Linked DNA regions of Drosophila melanogaster: region 2 is linked to region 1. The links are chromatin contacts, called in public Hi-C maps. All regions are on one chromosome and are shown on one strand. Each heading gives the region's core, a stretch centred on a gene start, on an enhancer-like site or on the middle of the called end of the contact. The rest is flanking DNA. Distances are from core to core; before and after follow the strand shown. Region 1 holds the start of Zmynd8 (Zinc finger MYND-type containing 8). Region 2 holds the start of Mccc1 (Methylcrotonoyl-CoA carboxylase 1).

Region 1 (7,850 bases), core at 1,516-4,015:
TCACCCCGCGCACATGCTTCATACGGTCCAGGGCGAAGGAAAGCAGCTGGCTTAGTAGATCCACCGAAACTCCATTGCGCCGCAGTCTAGAAACGCAAATGACCAATATATAAATAGGTTTCATTTATAAAGAAATGCCAAACAGTCACCTCTTGGGGGCCGCCTCTATAACCTGACACTCGGGGCACTTCCAGGAGGAGTCGAACTTGGTGGTGGCAGGTCGGACGCAGTAAGAGTGAAAGGATCGCAGGCACTTGGAGCACGGCATTAGCTTGCCGCACCCTCGGCACTTCCAGCAGAACGGGTCCCAGCCGGGCTGCAGGAGAGGATTGTAGGAAATCATTAATTTTTTATCTCTCCGCAAAGACTGGATTTCTCGATTTTCTTAAGCATAATTCTCAAAATAATTTCTACAAACTTTAGTCACCACTCACCGTAGGTGGCTCCTCATATATGAGAGCCAGCCGCTCGGCCGCCTCCTCCTCTGGGGTTTTGGCCGTGGTCGTCTTTGTGTCACTGGCATCCGAGAAGAGCGAGCTTTCGCCTTCGCCGGATGTGTTCAACGCCAGTTCCGATTCCCGGTCATCGTGGATTATGCGATCAAGAAAAGCATTATGCTTCTTCGCGAATTCCTCGTTCTCGCTGCGTAGGTTGCTGCGTCGGGGACCCTTATCATCATTGCTCCAACTGTTGCTCAAGGATAGAGTTTTGCTTCGTGACCGACAGCGGGTGGCCATTGAGTATGCGGGAACGATGTTTCTGTCCTCCGCATTTAGATTTGCCAGCCGCTCGCCATCTTCAAAGGCCATCGATCGTCCTCTCGGCCTGCAGGTCGTTACGCCCCAGGCGATGTCCTCGTCCTGCCAGTCGTCATCTGAGTCGAGGATGGGGGCTGGAATGCTGCTGCTCCGCTTAAGGGCAACCTTTAGAGATTTGTTTTCGTTTTCGGAGGAGGTATTTAAGCTGCGGGACAGCTCTCCACCTACTGCCTGAGTGGCGAGATTCCCGGGCACATATCGCGACTTTCGACTCTTCAGCTTGGACACCCCAGTCACAAAGTTGCTGAGGACCTCGGATTCGATGTGTGAGCGCTGCAGAGCAACCATTTCCTTGGCTACTTTGCCTTTGTTGTTTGGCGTGGAGGACTTAGCCTGATGCTGTTGTGGCTGCACCTTCGTCAACTTCATGGTAAGCGAGGAGCCCACGTTGATGTTCGAGGGACTCGAACTGGATGAGTTACTGCTGCAGTTGGCCGACCCAGGCGGAGCACTGACAATATACTTTTGACGCTTGCTGGGCATGATGACCGGCTCCATCTCGACGTGGCCATCCAGCGAGGAGCTCTGCAACTGCGGCTGTGGGCTGCCGATGGCGGAGAGGGCCTCAAAGTCCGGCCGGGGAATGGATTTTAAGCTATCCCCACTGCTGTCGCTGCTGTCCGTGCTTTCCATGCTCTGTGCGAAAGACTGAAAATGATACATTTATGGAACAGTCTGGCAATTGAGAAATCTAAATAATTGTTTGATGTTTTGCCTCTTAACTTATTTTTAGTTTTTTTCTTTCAATATTCGTGAGGTTGACTATAGCTATTTAATTGATAATGCTGCTCTATAAATAAATTTTAGGAATCCATATGTACAATATTGGGTTTTTAATATTACAATCAAACAGAACACTTGAAACTCTTTATTAGCTATAATGTCAACGAATCCCCCTCATGTCCTCCGACACAACAAATTTAATTTTGAGTAATAAGCTAGAGAGGACATCACAGTCGAGCAAAACCACAATTCTATACTTAGATGCAAGATACCTCTCGTTTTACGCGCAGGCGGATCGAATCAATTCGACTAGTGATCCTGTCATAACGAATACACAAATCTAGTTGCTTTCGGACCACCCTCTCTTCTACATGTAACACACTTGTGAATGGATGAAGTGTTTGCTCTTACTCTTCGAGTAATAGAAATTGCAGTGTGGAGGTGAGGGCACACAGTATGGTATAAGACCTTCAATTTCGTTAACAAGTACATATTTTAGCAATAAAATCAGAGACTTGGAAACCGCAAATACGATATGCTAAACCGTATCAGCCCGACTCGCCGAAGTGTGCCGAGTGTGACGAATTCGCCAAATGGGAATGTGTAAATGCAAAGTGTCACGGAATCGTGCGTGTTGTGTTTGCCGTTCTTTTTTGCGTCACCAGCGCAACTTCAGCGAGTGCTTGCGGCGTGTGCTCCGCGCTTCCTACTTATTTGCATCTGTGTTCGCTTCGCAAATTTTACGCACCTGCGATGTTCACGTTAGGAAGCCTCACTGTTACCACTCTCCCCTGGTGATTTGAAAGTGGGAACCATAACTGAGCGATTTATTTCGGTCCGATCTGTTTCTGGGCGAGATTCCTCTGTCGCATCTGCAAGAAATGTGTCCACGATGAATTTAGTGTTTTCAGTGTGTTGTGCTGCATGACCAGGTTTGCTGGTGCGGAAGTTAGAAGGGGAGGGGGAAGAGTGATACGCGGAAAGCGTTTCCTTCTGCCTGGCTCTTACCAATTTCTCAGGGCTGTGTGCGAAAATCGCAGATTTGACTGGACGCCTTTCAGATCGCTGTCTCCAAACGCCGGTTTTCGAGCCTTCTACGTACGGCGATTGTCCGACGATCGGCGCCCTCAATTGATGTAACGCAGCGCCTTCCTAGTTTAATTAATGGTTTTGTTGTATTTTATTTTTTCCCGAAGTAACAGTGCTGCCAGATGACAACAGTCCCGATGGCTATCGAGCTATCGTTGTAGGAAGATTAATCGAATAAGGGTTTTCGATACATTGATAGATGAGCTGATTCAGAACGACCACTTTCGATTGTGCATTGGCGCGCGTTTTAAATATTTAAGTCATTATCAACGAATCGAATTCATTTGAATTTTGAATCTGCATTACTAGGCAAGCTAAATTTTTACAATGAAGAACTAAATTAATGGTGCCCCTTTCAATACTCACGGGCACAGTTGGCAACGCTGGCTGGGGCGAATACTCGCTAAGCGAACTAGTTGGCAATATTGGTCGAGGGAAACTTTGCTTTTCAAAAGTAAAGTTTGATGAGTTCATAAAGTTTTCAATATGTATATACCATCATATTGGGTGTTATCGCATTATTATGTTTTCGAAATTCATGAGCAGACAAAGATTACTTAAGGACTTCCAATAATACACACAGTGACAGAATCCAAACAACAAGGCTAATGGCTTACCGCTTACATTTTGCCCTTTAAATGCCCAATAAATTCAGAACATTAATCATGAATTAATCAATGCAAAAATTAAATGAGTTTAAATAAAGGATTACATTTAATATACGGCCACGAGGGCCGTAAAATTTACTACTAGTCAGGGATTAGATTGGAAAGCACTAGGCCATAAAAGTAAATCAGCCACATGGTGGGACTGGGTCATGCATCATAATTTCAGGTAATTAAGTTCGGTTTTATGCGATGATCTGCTCTAATTTGGCTTTGCAAAATAATGAGCCAAATAATGACCAGAAATGCAAAAGCATTTACATGAATTTATAATGGAGCGAATAACCTTGAAAGTTCCATAAATCATTGGGCAGCTTCACGAAAAATCTTCTACGGCAATTCGAGGAGTTTAATTAAAATTAAAAGGCTGCGCCAACGAGACCAGCGCTCTGGACCCTGGACATTCTCCGGCACCACTTCTCGACTGGATATAGCCCTGCTGGCAGGTAAACAAGTTATGAATCCCATTACATAAACCATTTCCCAGGCTGACAATACCAAGCGATGTGTCTGGTGTGGGGGGAGTGAGCCGTAGCCCAAGGACCACGACCCCACAACGGTTGAACTTCTACAAACGGTTTTCATATATTCATGGCAAATTATAATGCTGCGAGAGTATAAAATGCGACGAAGAAAGACAAAAGTTGCCCCATTCATAAGGGTCACACTCGGGCAGGCACGGCCTCCAACCACCTACCTACCTGCCACCCACTGAGCCACCCACCCACCGACCGGCCACCTGTAATATGGACCCCATACCCTCTGATGGCTTCCAAAATAGCGACAATGTCGGGCTGCTGCTGGCCACGTGTAAACATGCATCTCCATATATCAATAAATTGAGATTACTTACATAATTTGTATTCCAAAATCCAAAAACTGTTAAAAAAGTTGCCTTGGCCCCTTTTTCATACGATTGGCTATGTGTGTGTGTGTGTGTGTGTGTGTGTGTGTGCAGTACACGAGTACATTGTGGAAAAAGTTTTTCTTTTCGAGTGAGAGTGGCTGGGGAGTTTTCCTCGGGGAGCAATTCGGTTAATATTCCGAACATAAATTTGCAAAGGAACCACTTTAATCAATGGCCAGGTAGGGGCGTCCGTTCAAGGGATAGGTGAGGCACATGGTGTGTATATGGATATGTATACGGCGCAGGGATCAAAGGACGAGCCCATCCCCGAACCTCCCCGCCCCGCTGTTGGCTCCTTTTCGAGGTGCAATGTACCATTTAGCGGCGGTATTGATTTGCCTGAGAAGATCAGAACAATGGGCTGCGATTTTTCCGGCTCATTCGCAACTGATTTTGGAGGCGGAGATGCAAATATCTGGTTGGCTTCACCCAGAAGATTCAAAAGGGCTCGCTTTCGGGTAACGTTTAATTATGCTTACTTTAAACAATAACTAAAAGCGGTTGGTACCTTGCCCCTCTCCAATTTATTTAATAATAGAAATTCGCTAACCATCGCCAGCTTCAGGCATAAATTGCAGAGTACTCCGGCTAGCCATGGGGGTTCGGATCCGGGACTCCATTCCGGACATTGTTTGTTTTTCTGGCGGAAAGAAGATGGAACAGTAAGTGGGACAGAGGCAGGGGTCCGGGTAACCGGCGATGCGTCCCATTCATAACCCATATTCAATTTCGTTTTGCAGCTCCGGCGCCGCAGGCGGCAGTTCTCGGATTCCACTGCCAGTGCATCCTCATGGTCGACGGCTTAGCCAACTTGCATAATCACTGGCATGGACTGTGAATTTATAGAAAGCTTTGCGGGCACCTGAGTCACGAGCCCGTGCCCAGTGGCCCTCTGCCCCAGCCACGCCCACTGGAATGCCCACTCAAACGCCCACTTGAACGCCCACTCCCACTCGATCGCCCACTCCCAATCTACTGACCAATTATTGAGCCGTTGCCAAATGCAAGGCATAAAATGAGCGCACATATTGCCGGGACGGGCAGCGTGGGGAATCGGATTGCAAGGAGCCGGAACGGAACGAAACGGATCCGAAAGTGGAAGAAAGGTGCGGGGCGGCTGCTGGAGTTGGCATTAGTTTTGGTGGAGGACCTGGAGGAGGATGCTTGTGGCAGCGGCGCAAAAACAAGAGCAATAACTGTTTGGCAAACAGATTTATTTTTGTTTCTAAATCCTCAGGAGCGGAGTTTGTGTTTTGCGGATTTCAATGTTCAGCTGCCAATGCATTTTCAAATGAATCCGACTACTCTGATATTCTTACTATGATGTTATTACTAATTATATGTACAAATTAAATATACTGGACAAATATTCCGGTTAGAAAAAGATTAACAAGTATATTATTCCATCAATCTATTTTACCACAAAAATTCCCAACATGATGCGCCAACTGTGGTTGCTTCCCCCGAGCAATCTAATTCCTAAATGTTCAGAGATTCATTCGAGCCAAACTCAATTATCCATTTAGGGACAGCACAAGCAAGGCCCGCTCCTGGCCAACCCTTTGGGTCCTCGCCCACGGCCCGCACAAATATTGGTTTCCAACTTTCATTGCCACTGCGGTGTGGCGTCTGCGAAGCCCGGTCAAAAGCAGAAAAGGCCTCTCCCTCCGGCTGCTACAGGCTGTTTGCTCCTGGCTCCTGGCTCGTGGCTCCTGCTGATGCTACATTAAGTGCATGTTTTGACTGCGCCGCATCCTCGCAACCCGACTCGATTCTGACCACAGACAGCCCGGCCCACACACTTCACCCTGCCATCCGAGCACCCAACGGCGGGATAGTGTGGGCGGACGTGGGTCGCGTGGGTGCAGTGCATCATTTTTGCATTAGAAAAGTGCAGGGCCATGAAAACTGTAAATAACCTGGAACACATAAGACTGGGGGTCGGGCCAAAATCCCAATGGCTGCGCTGCTGGGCCAGCCGCAAATTATGCTTGTCAAAAATGAATGTTGCATACGTAACGGAAGGCAAGGAAAGCTGCACTGGGCGAAAAAACCCGTAGATTATAGCACACAACTTGAACCTTGACTACCATGTGCTTAGGCGCTCAAAAAGGTGAGTATATATTAAGCTTCTCTATATCTTCTCTCAGTGCATCTATCGAGTGGGTGGCAGGCTGCCTGCCAGGAAAAGCCACAAAGTGCGACTAAGCGGGAGTCAGGGGGGTTGGAGGCGGGCGAAGCGAGGTCGCTGCTAGAAATCGCAGCAGTTTGCGGTTGTCGTCATCGGCGTACGTGCTCGATGCGTGGCAATCGGATTCCCCCGAGGGTCCGCACATGGCCCACGTATCCACGTATCCGCATGAGGACTCGCACACAGAGTGCGGACCATGGCCAAACCAAGCCAAAGCTAAGCCAAGCCAAGCCGAAGTCGGTGCCAACGGCCCTTGAATCGCTCCTTGGTCTCGGTCTCGGTCTGATTCTGGACTCTGGGTTCTGGGTCGTGATGGTTTTGGCTAAAATCGGCTGTGCTGAAACCGAAGGAGCTGATGACGGCGACGGTGACGCTGACGCGGATGCTGACGCAGATGCAAGGCCAACTTTTGACTAAATGTGCTCCAAGTGCATTAGGACGGAAATGTTATTACAGTGAGACACTGGAGAAAACATAATCCATTTAAAGGGTCATTACATAAAGATAACAGATTGAACAATATGAAGGTATTTGCACAATTCATCGATGCGTAAATTCCCTTTGATTGGCATTAAATGTTAAATTCCCAGTGGCACGTCGACATTCATTTTCCGGATGAACGGTGCACTGCGCTGCGGGCGACAAAGCGGCCCTCTTTTCCCTCAGTGTACTTCCTTCGCAGTCATTATTGAAGCATTTGGTAAGGTGGCTGTGGCACTGGGAAGCGGAGATTAGGCGCGGAAATGCTCCGAATGTTCGTTTGGTTATCGCCAGCAAACATTTCAAAATGGCAATGGCGAAAGTCGGAAATTTGATATGCCAAAAACCGTTTACGATCAACAAGTGATAGGAACGGGGCTCATGGCAAATTATGCAGATTGGCTGGGAAGGGGAGTGTGGAATGGGGGGGGGGGGGTGTGCGGAGTAGGAGGAGGGTGCTATGGGGGAAGAACCTAGGATATTGAGGAAGTTGGCTGCAGTGTTTGGCGAGAACTTTCCATCAAGTGCGCAGGAAGAGACATTGATTTGACTGCAGCGAAGTTTTCCATTATGGAAATGTCATCAAATCGATTTTCCCCTCTCGTTTGGCCTTGTTTTTCCTCTTGTGCGAGGCTGTAATGACGGGCTGGAAAAACGAGCATGAATGCATTTAGCATATAGCACCATATGTATGTAAAGGCTTTGTTTTTGGTTTTATTAAATTTATTCATATTTCTCTTTGTGTTCTTCTGTTACTCGTATTATTACAGTAATCATAATAATAATTATTATTATTCCATCTATGTTAATATAGTGTGTAATAAAGCTTGACAATCTATTAATGCTATTACAATGTATTCTCGGTTATATTGTTTGTTCAATGTTCGCTTTTTCCGGTCTGTCCTGTTCGTCGGCGTCGCTATGACCATGTCCACGTCCGTATCCGTGTGTCCTGTTCACAAGTGGGCTCGTGTCCT
Region 2 (7,850 bases), core at 1,726-4,225, 120 kb before region 1:
GACTCCAAAACGTAATATTTCCTGTAGCACCTATCCATGCCCAAGTAAACCAAAAAATTGAAAAGCTGCGAATGCAACTTAAGCATCTGCAACTCGTGCTTGCGATGTTGCTGATCCGATTGGGCGTGTAGCTCGGCAATACTCTTCTTTAATTTCTCGACCAACGCTTCCCTCTTTTCAGGCTCAACGCCATTTACCTCCAGGTGGTGCATTTGCGTGAGTTTTTTCCTGTTTATCTCTACGGCGGCTAATCTCTTATTTTCCCCGACAACTAGAGCTCGTAGATCTTGCCTGGCCTTTGCTGTTTGCTCCATACGCTCCTCAATCAAGTTAATCGTGCCCGAGTATGTCATAATTTGGGACATCAGGCAGCGAATCAGGAGCATTATATCCTTAAACTTTAGCTGATATACGGAATGATTTTTGAGAATGCGCAGGATGTGCGAGTGTTCCAGACGTAGTTCCAGACCAGGGTCTTCTTTTGACGAGTAGCCATTCCGGTACATGACTCTCCAGCGCTCCGCCTTTTCATTTACAAAAGCTCCGGATCCAAGTAGATGCAGTCGTAGCACTTCACTGAGAGTCAGTGCATCTAATGGTAGTTCATTTACCTATTGGGAAAATAAAATTAGTTTAGATAACACACGTCGGCACAAACAAAGTATTGACCTTAAAGGAAAAGTGCCTCTTGGCGTAAAGGTGACTTTTGGCGGCCTGCGCCATACTCCAATAGGGCTCCTGAGTTTGTGCAGCCCGATCGAGGTAGGTCACTGCGCATTCCTCCTCCTCTTCTTTTTGCAGATCGAAAACAGTGCCAAGCAGAACGAGGAGGATGTCCGATAGTGGGCCCGCAATCTCACGAGCAGTCAGTGCACGTGTCATCTCGTAGAAACTGAGGTTCTGACGGAACACCTCGATGCCGGACAGCAATCCTGTGTAAGTGTGCATAAACTCGCGCATCATGAAGGCATCACCCAGGAGGTGCTCAGGCAGCAATGTGACGATCTGTCTGTAGCGGGGCAGGACTTTTTGGTCGGTTCTCTCCAGGTCGTCCGTCTTTTGAAGCAGTAAATTACATTCGTTTTCAACGCGTTCAATCAACTGTGCCTTCTTTTCCGCCTTTTGTTTTTCCAACTCAATAAGCTTGGCCTCTTTTTCTCGCTTAACCCGCTCCAATTCCTCTGCCAGAGATTTAGCATCAGACTTGGCCTTCGCCTTTGACTTTGCAGCCGTTGCTTCACCGGCGACAATATATTTGTTGAGAGTGGATTGCTTCTTGCCGTCAGGTTTTTTAATCTTAGCGGGAGAATAACGTGGCATTTTGCCAATGAAAATTGTGGAGAAGTTTACGCCAGGGTCCGTCACGTACTGCTTGTATGCCTCTGGCTTGGGTCGAAGAAGTCCATCCACCCGCGATACATTGCTCTTTATAAACATACTCAGGTTTTCCAGGTTAAACTCCATGCGCGAGCGACGTAATTGCCTAAAGGGCAGATCAAGCTCTGCACTGGGATCGCCCTTGTTTGGTCGTAGTCTGTAGACCAGGTTGTCCGTGTCCTCATAGATACCATTGAGTGGTTCCGGCATATTTTTGTCCAACTTGACACCCAACACCGTGTACGTGGCGTTCTTCTTAGCTTGCACCGACACCTCCTCGCCGATAAAGTAGCGCTTGCGCAGAAACTTGGCCACTATCATGTTCAAGGTGTTGACCGCCGACTGTTGGGCGTGCTCCACAACCAGAAGGACGGGTGCCCGAAGGCTCTGTTTGAACTGCTCCATCTTCTTGCGAGCCGCCCGCTCACTTTTGACCGCCTCCTCGTAGGTGAGGTTCTCCTTGCCGGTGGCCTCGCACTGCCACACCGTTGAGTTGATCACCATCACGTGCCGGAAGTAGTGTCTGGATAAATAAATTTAATCGATCAGCGTTTTAAGGTCAATTTATTTTGATATAATTGAAGCTTGTCAGAGTAAAACATATTTAGTATGTTTGCTATTTATTAAAATAGTTTCGCGCTACCCAGCCTCTTAAATAATTGCTGATCTTAAAAATATCTAGAAGGATCATATAAGTCGAATTGGGTCAACAAATTCCAAATTCAAGAGCGCGCGCTTTGGCACCAGGTGGCAACTCCGCGGCGAGCAGCTGTGCGGCGGCAGCTGTAATTTCTTCCCGCCACCGAACAGCGTTTTTTTCGCCTTTGGCCCACGAGACTCGCACACTTATGCACCCCTGCGAACACACACACACACACACTGAATGGTGATGTACGGTACATCGTGTGCAAATGCTTTTGCAGCGTCGCTTTTGTTGTATACTTTAGCGCAGCGTCCACCTAATGGCAGGAGAAGGGAAGGGGCAGTTGCAGGAATGGTAGCAGGATGCACTTACTCATAGTCGCGAAAAATGCGCTTAGTGATGTAGCAGCAGAAGACCTGGTCGTTGTCGTGGAATGTTTCGTTCTTGCCCTCCTTCTGATTCAGGTCGAATCCTTCCCGCTTGCAAATGGGCATGTTTGGTGTTTTCCTTTTGCTCTTGAATGTCCTTAAGTTTAAATGGCAGTCCTTCGAAGTGCACGTTTAACAGTTCACAATAAAAACAACCGCGGAGCAACTGATAAATTTTACAACGCCAAGCGACAAGCGCAAAAGGCGCCCAACTTTTCACGCCTTTCCGGAGGGGCTTTCGATGCAAACGGTTTTCCAGCGATACGCGCGTTGACTTCCGACGCAATTATACAAGCTGTCGGCGGGCGACACTTTTCCGACAATTTCTACTATGTTTGTGGCTGGCTTCCTCAACACCAACTACCTAAATCCGTTTATTTTATAGCGCACAATCTATTTTCACGCGCATATTTTGGGGCCTATCGCTCTTCGACGTTAAACTATCGGTTATCGAGTTTCTGCGAACAATGTTACCGAACTTCACGAGCGCAGAAAACCGTAAGGACGCGGTCGGATGGATGTCAACAGTTCGATAAATAGTCCAGAATAATATAACGGTAATATTTTTTATGGGTTGCAACTTAAAAAAAACACAATATACGTAATATCAATTTCCCTAAAAGATATTGATGATATATGATAATCCCCAAAAGATATATGAAACATTAATATTTTCAACCATGCATCTCGTGAGTCGCCCATCTCAATTGCGATCTTGTGCGTGTGCGTTTTTCCAGCTGTGATAAGCGACGATCGCACACTTGCTCTGAATAAAGTATATTTGTTATTTATTCTTACAATTAATTCTACTAATAATGTACGCCAGACTGCTGCGAAACTTCGGCGCAAACGCCAGGTGAGGGAAATGATCGGCAGTTCTTTGTTAAGGCCGCTAAATCAAAAGACTTAATTTCGTTCTTGACGATTACATAAACCTTGCTAATTTGTTTTGGCTTGACGCAGGTGCTTTGCAACAGAAGCCAGCCCAAAAGTTCGGCCTATCAGCAAGATCCTTATTTCAAATCGTGGTGAGATCGCATGCAGGGTGATTCGAACCGCACGCAAGCTGGGAGTTCGTACCGTGGCCGTGTTCTCGGATCCGGACGAGAAGAGCATGCACACGCAGTTGGCAGACGAGTCGTACCGCGTGGGGGAAGCTGCCTCCTCGGCTTCCTATCTTCGCGGTGAACGCATCCTGGACATAGCCAAGCGTTCGGGCGCCCAGGCCATCCACCCAGGCTACGGCTTCCTCTCCGAGTCCGTCGAGTTTGCCGAGTTGTGCCAGCGTGAGGGCATCATCTTCATGGGTCCGCCCAGTTCCGCCATCCGGGACATGGGGATTAAGAGCACCAGCAAGGCCATAATGGCCGCTGCTGGGGTGCCGATCATCAATGGATACCATGGCGATGATCAGTCAGATGAGTGTTTGCAGCGAGAAGCCGACAAAATTGGCTTTCCCTTGATGATTAAAGCCGTCCGCGGCGGCGGAGGCAAAGGCATGAGAATCGCAGAAAAACCGGACGACTTCCTCACCGCTCTGAACTCAGCTCGCACCGAGTCCGAGAAGTCGTTTGGCGACAGCTCTGTGCTTCTGGAGCGGTACGTCCGATCTCCACGCCACGTAGAGGTTCAAGTATTTGCGGATCAGTATGGTGATGCTGTCTATCTGTGGGAAAGAGATTGCTCCGTGCAAAGACGTCATCAAAAGATTATTGAAGAGGCGCCAGCTGTAAGTGCACAAGAGCTTCGGCTATTTTAAAAATAATGCTCATTTATACAACAGCCAGGTTTGTCGGAAGATTTGCGTCGTGAGCTGGGCGAGGCTGCTGTTCGTGCAGCGAAAGCTGTGGGCTACGTAGGAGCTGGCACCGTGGAGTTCATTCTAGACAAAGAAGATCTCTCTTTCCACTTCATGGAAATGAATACCCGCCTGCAGGTGGAGCATCCTATAACGGAAATGATTACGGGCACCGATTTGGTTGAATGGCAGATTCGCATTGCCGCCGGTGAGCCATTACCCCTGAAGCAATCTGAGATTACGCGGCGTGGCCACGCATTTGAAGCTCGCATTTATGCAGAAAATCCTCGCGGAGGCTTTCTGCCCGGAGCCGGACCCCTGCGATATTTGTCTACTCCCCAACCATCAAACAACGTTCGCGTGGAGACGGGTGTCCGAGAAGGAGATGAGGTGTCTGTGCACTACGACCCCATGATTGCCAAGCTAGTCGTTTGGGGCGAAAACCGCACACAAGCGCTTAACTCATTGGTTGCCCGCCTGGGTGAATATCATGTGAGAACATTAAAAATTTGTACCTTTAAGACATTTCCCTAAAGGTAAACCAATTTTAGATATCTGGTCTGGACACTAACATTAATTTCCTCATCGACCTTGCGTCGCATCCTGAGTTTCAGCTGGCCAATGTGCACACTGGCTTTATCGATGAGCAGTTCGATACTCTATTTCCGCCAATTATCATCAGTCCGCAGCAAGTCAGCCAAGCTGCTTTGGCGCTAGTCTTAAACGAGTTGCAGGCAGCCTTTAGGAACGGAAACAAAGATCAGGATCCATTTGTTGCCACCCCTAACGCTCGTCTGAATTACTCTTTGGTTCGCAGATATGACTTGAAAGCCAATGAGAAGGGTAAACCACATATATAAATTTAAAATCAAATTGGTAAGCTTATTTAATCTTTCAGTCTATTCTGTGGCTGTCAAGTTTGATGGCGAGGATATGCAAATTCAGGTGGATAATGGCGACTGGCAGGATGCAAAGGTCGAAAGAGTTCAGGATGGAAGTCGTCTAAAAATTCGTGCCAATATCAATAGCAACGTCACCACATATAATGCTAGTATTGATGGCACTAGTGTCTCTTTGTTTTCGGAAGTAAGAATCTACTTTTCAATTGATAACATTTTGTATTTTGTATTTAATTGATTCCCTTTTCCAGAGTGGCAAGGTCGATTTTGAGGTGGGACAGCCGAAATTCTTAAGTGCCCAGGGCGATCAATTGGGTGCAGTTGGGTCTCGCATAGTGGCTCCCATGCCCGGGATTTTAGAGAAGGTGCTGGTAAAGCCCGGTGACAAGGTCAAGAAGGGCGAAAACTTGGCAGTGCTTATTGGTAAAAAAAATATAAATTTAGATTATACATAGTTTTAAAAACAGTTTTGCATTTTAGCCATGAAAATGGAACACATTCTAAAAGCTCCAAAGGACGCCACCATTAAGTCTATTGGAGGAGCCGCGGGCGATAACGTTGCTAAGGGAGCGGCCGTGATTACATTCGTCGACGAGGAAGTAGAAAAGTAACGGAATATGTTTCGAAACGTACCAGAGAGTTGTTGCATTTACAAACAAAATTATATTTTAAATATTAACTAGCCTGCTTTTGGTTCAGGGATCACGAAGTGCATTTATTATCGTTAAGTAAAAAAGTGTCCATCTAATGGAATTTTCTTATCTTTAACCCATTAAACGTCTAAAACTGTTAGCCATGAATTGTTTTTGTGGGTAAGTAAGGAAGCCAAAAGTAATGGTTTTAAAAAGTGATTTATTTGTTTCATTTTCGCTGAATTTAATGGATGTAACGAACATTAATTTCCCAAATGTAATACATCTTTGTGAATACATAATTTAAAATTGAGTTCCGTACAAAATCTCGCGGCATAAAAGTTAGACTTTGAGTTGATTGCTGTCGGTAAACGGAAACGGAAATGGAAACTGAGAGAAGGCATGAATGACATTGCGCGCTTTGCTTTCTCTTCGCATTTATTTCGCAACTTAGAACATAAAAATGTAATAAATGTTTAACAAATTTCACTTAATACAAAACACTAATCATTTAAAATATATGTACTTATGACCATAATCAAGTTTTCTTTATGCTCGTGTTGCTTTAGTCCATTCTGCTCTTGAGTTTATACTGTTTTGTTTTAATTAGCATCCCATTAAATCGGTTCATGCCGTTGAAATATGATTATGGAAACAGTTTCAGAGGCGAGTACTGAGTACTAAAGATGCAATTTGGTTTCTTGCCCTAATTCTTACAATCAGCCGATTCGTTTCGATTAGTTTTTCCTAGTATCGTATCTAAGTGTCCATCATTTTGATTTTTTTCGGTTAGTATAGTAAGTGTTGCTCGGCTTCAATACGTAATACATCATTTATATACTATATAAATACAATTATATGGTACTGTAAACGTGCAACTTAACGCTTCTTATAGATTATGAGTGTGTTTCTTTCTGCCTACGTCCGTTTCTGTGTAGTGTTGTGGGAGTTAGTTTAAGGTGTTCTTTTCATTTTTTTTTTTTAGATTTATACATTAAAAGGGACACATTTACAATGAGGAGAAATAAACATATCCCTTTTAATGCTTAACAAAACAGAAAACCAAACAAAAAATTGGTGTATTTGTTTATTATTAAAGGTAATTATAAAGTTCGATAGCTAATAAACACCTTTGCTGGTTTTGATCTCCTTATCTACCAGACTTTCGTTCCTTGACTCGCATCGCTCCAACCAAGTATCCTTTGTTAATATCTACGGATTCTGCTCTTTTTCTCGTATTTACCCATTAAGTCTCGTTTTCGACGGTGGGGATCCCCACTAGTAAACACCTGTCCACACCGTTCTCATTGTCAGGCTGCTTTGGTTACATTTAACACTATGGATACTCATCATCTTCTCCTCCAGCTAGGTTGCGAATACATTTTATTGCAATGAGCTTTTCGCTTGTGGATTTTCTTGGCTTATTATAAGATTTTTCTCTACCATCGTCGTGAGCTCACTCATTCCGGCAGGCTCTAAAGTTGCTGCCGTTGCGATAGCTGTCGCTGGCGATGTTGTGACCTCTGTGGTGGCCGCTGTGGTAGCAGTAGTTGCGTCCTCTTCGTCCTTACTTTCCACTAGCTTTTTTATTATCACCCTGCGGCACTTCTGTGAATAGCCAACAAAAAGAGTTCGGTTAGTGGAGGTTGACAATCTATCGCCCAGTGCTACGGGTGCCAGCTAAGCGGTAATGCAATCTTGCTTCGAGTGTTTTCGGGTTCATTCACGCCTCAAAAGTGGATCATAAAGTAGTATCTTAATAGGTCAAAGTCTAATACGATTAGTTATGTACTTTAATCTAGGATATCTTTTTTATATGAAATGTATATACTGATATTTTGTATTGTATATTTTCGTTGAAATAATTCGCTGAAGAACCAAAAAACACTCTTTTCAATATAACATACAAAAAAACAATGATTTTTAAGATTCGGTATATTAGAAATCAGTCTTAGTTTTTTTATTTAAAAAAGTACGAATTAAGAAACATATCCATCGTATTTCAACTAGTTTTCGTTGACTTCGTTGACATTCAAATTTGTTGGACCCCTGTGATTTTGTGTGTGTGGACTG

Evidence for each region. A called contact is a pair of places that touch in the nucleus more often than the background predicts.
Region 2: a Hi-C map of the OSC cell line shows a contact between it and region 1, with 3 times the contacts expected there. The contact joins the promoter of Mccc1 here to the promoter of Zmynd8 in region 1. A contact is called at or near these places in 16 of 107 Hi-C or Micro-C datasets (the Clone 8 cell line, the D17-c3 cell line, the Kc167 cell line and 9 more).

Annotation. Positions count from the first base shown.
Region 1 is chr3R:31,664,380-31,672,229 of dm6, reverse strand. It overlaps Zmynd8 (Zinc finger MYND-type containing 8), which reads right to left and starts at 2,765. Exons shown (of 10, transcript NM_170563.2): 1 at 2,550-2,765; 2 at 2,290-2,413; 3 at 435-1,454; 4 at 150-316; 5 at 5-86. The coding sequence starts at 1,451. It overlaps kek6 (kekkon 6), which reads right to left. Exons shown (of 4, transcript NM_143623.2): 4 at 7,584-7,850.
Region 2 is chr3R:31,789,032-31,796,881 of dm6, reverse strand. It overlaps Mccc1 (Methylcrotonoyl-CoA carboxylase 1), which reads left to right and starts at 2,975. Exons shown (of 7, transcript NM_001260462.2): 1 at 2,975-3,304; 2 at 3,412-4,177; 3 at 4,232-4,738; 4 at 4,798-5,089; 5 at 5,145-5,332; 6 at 5,397-5,568; 7 at 5,626-6,290. The coding sequence starts at 3,264. The coding sequence ends at 5,756. Acf (ATP-dependent chromatin assembly factor large subunit) reads right to left here and starts at 2,901. Exons shown (of 6, transcript NM_080486.3): 1 at 2,393-2,901; 2 at 670-1,900; 3 at 1-611. The coding sequence starts at 2,514. faf (fat facets) reads right to left here. Exons shown (of 19, transcript NM_001260461.1): 19 at 6,201-7,385. The coding sequence ends at 7,161.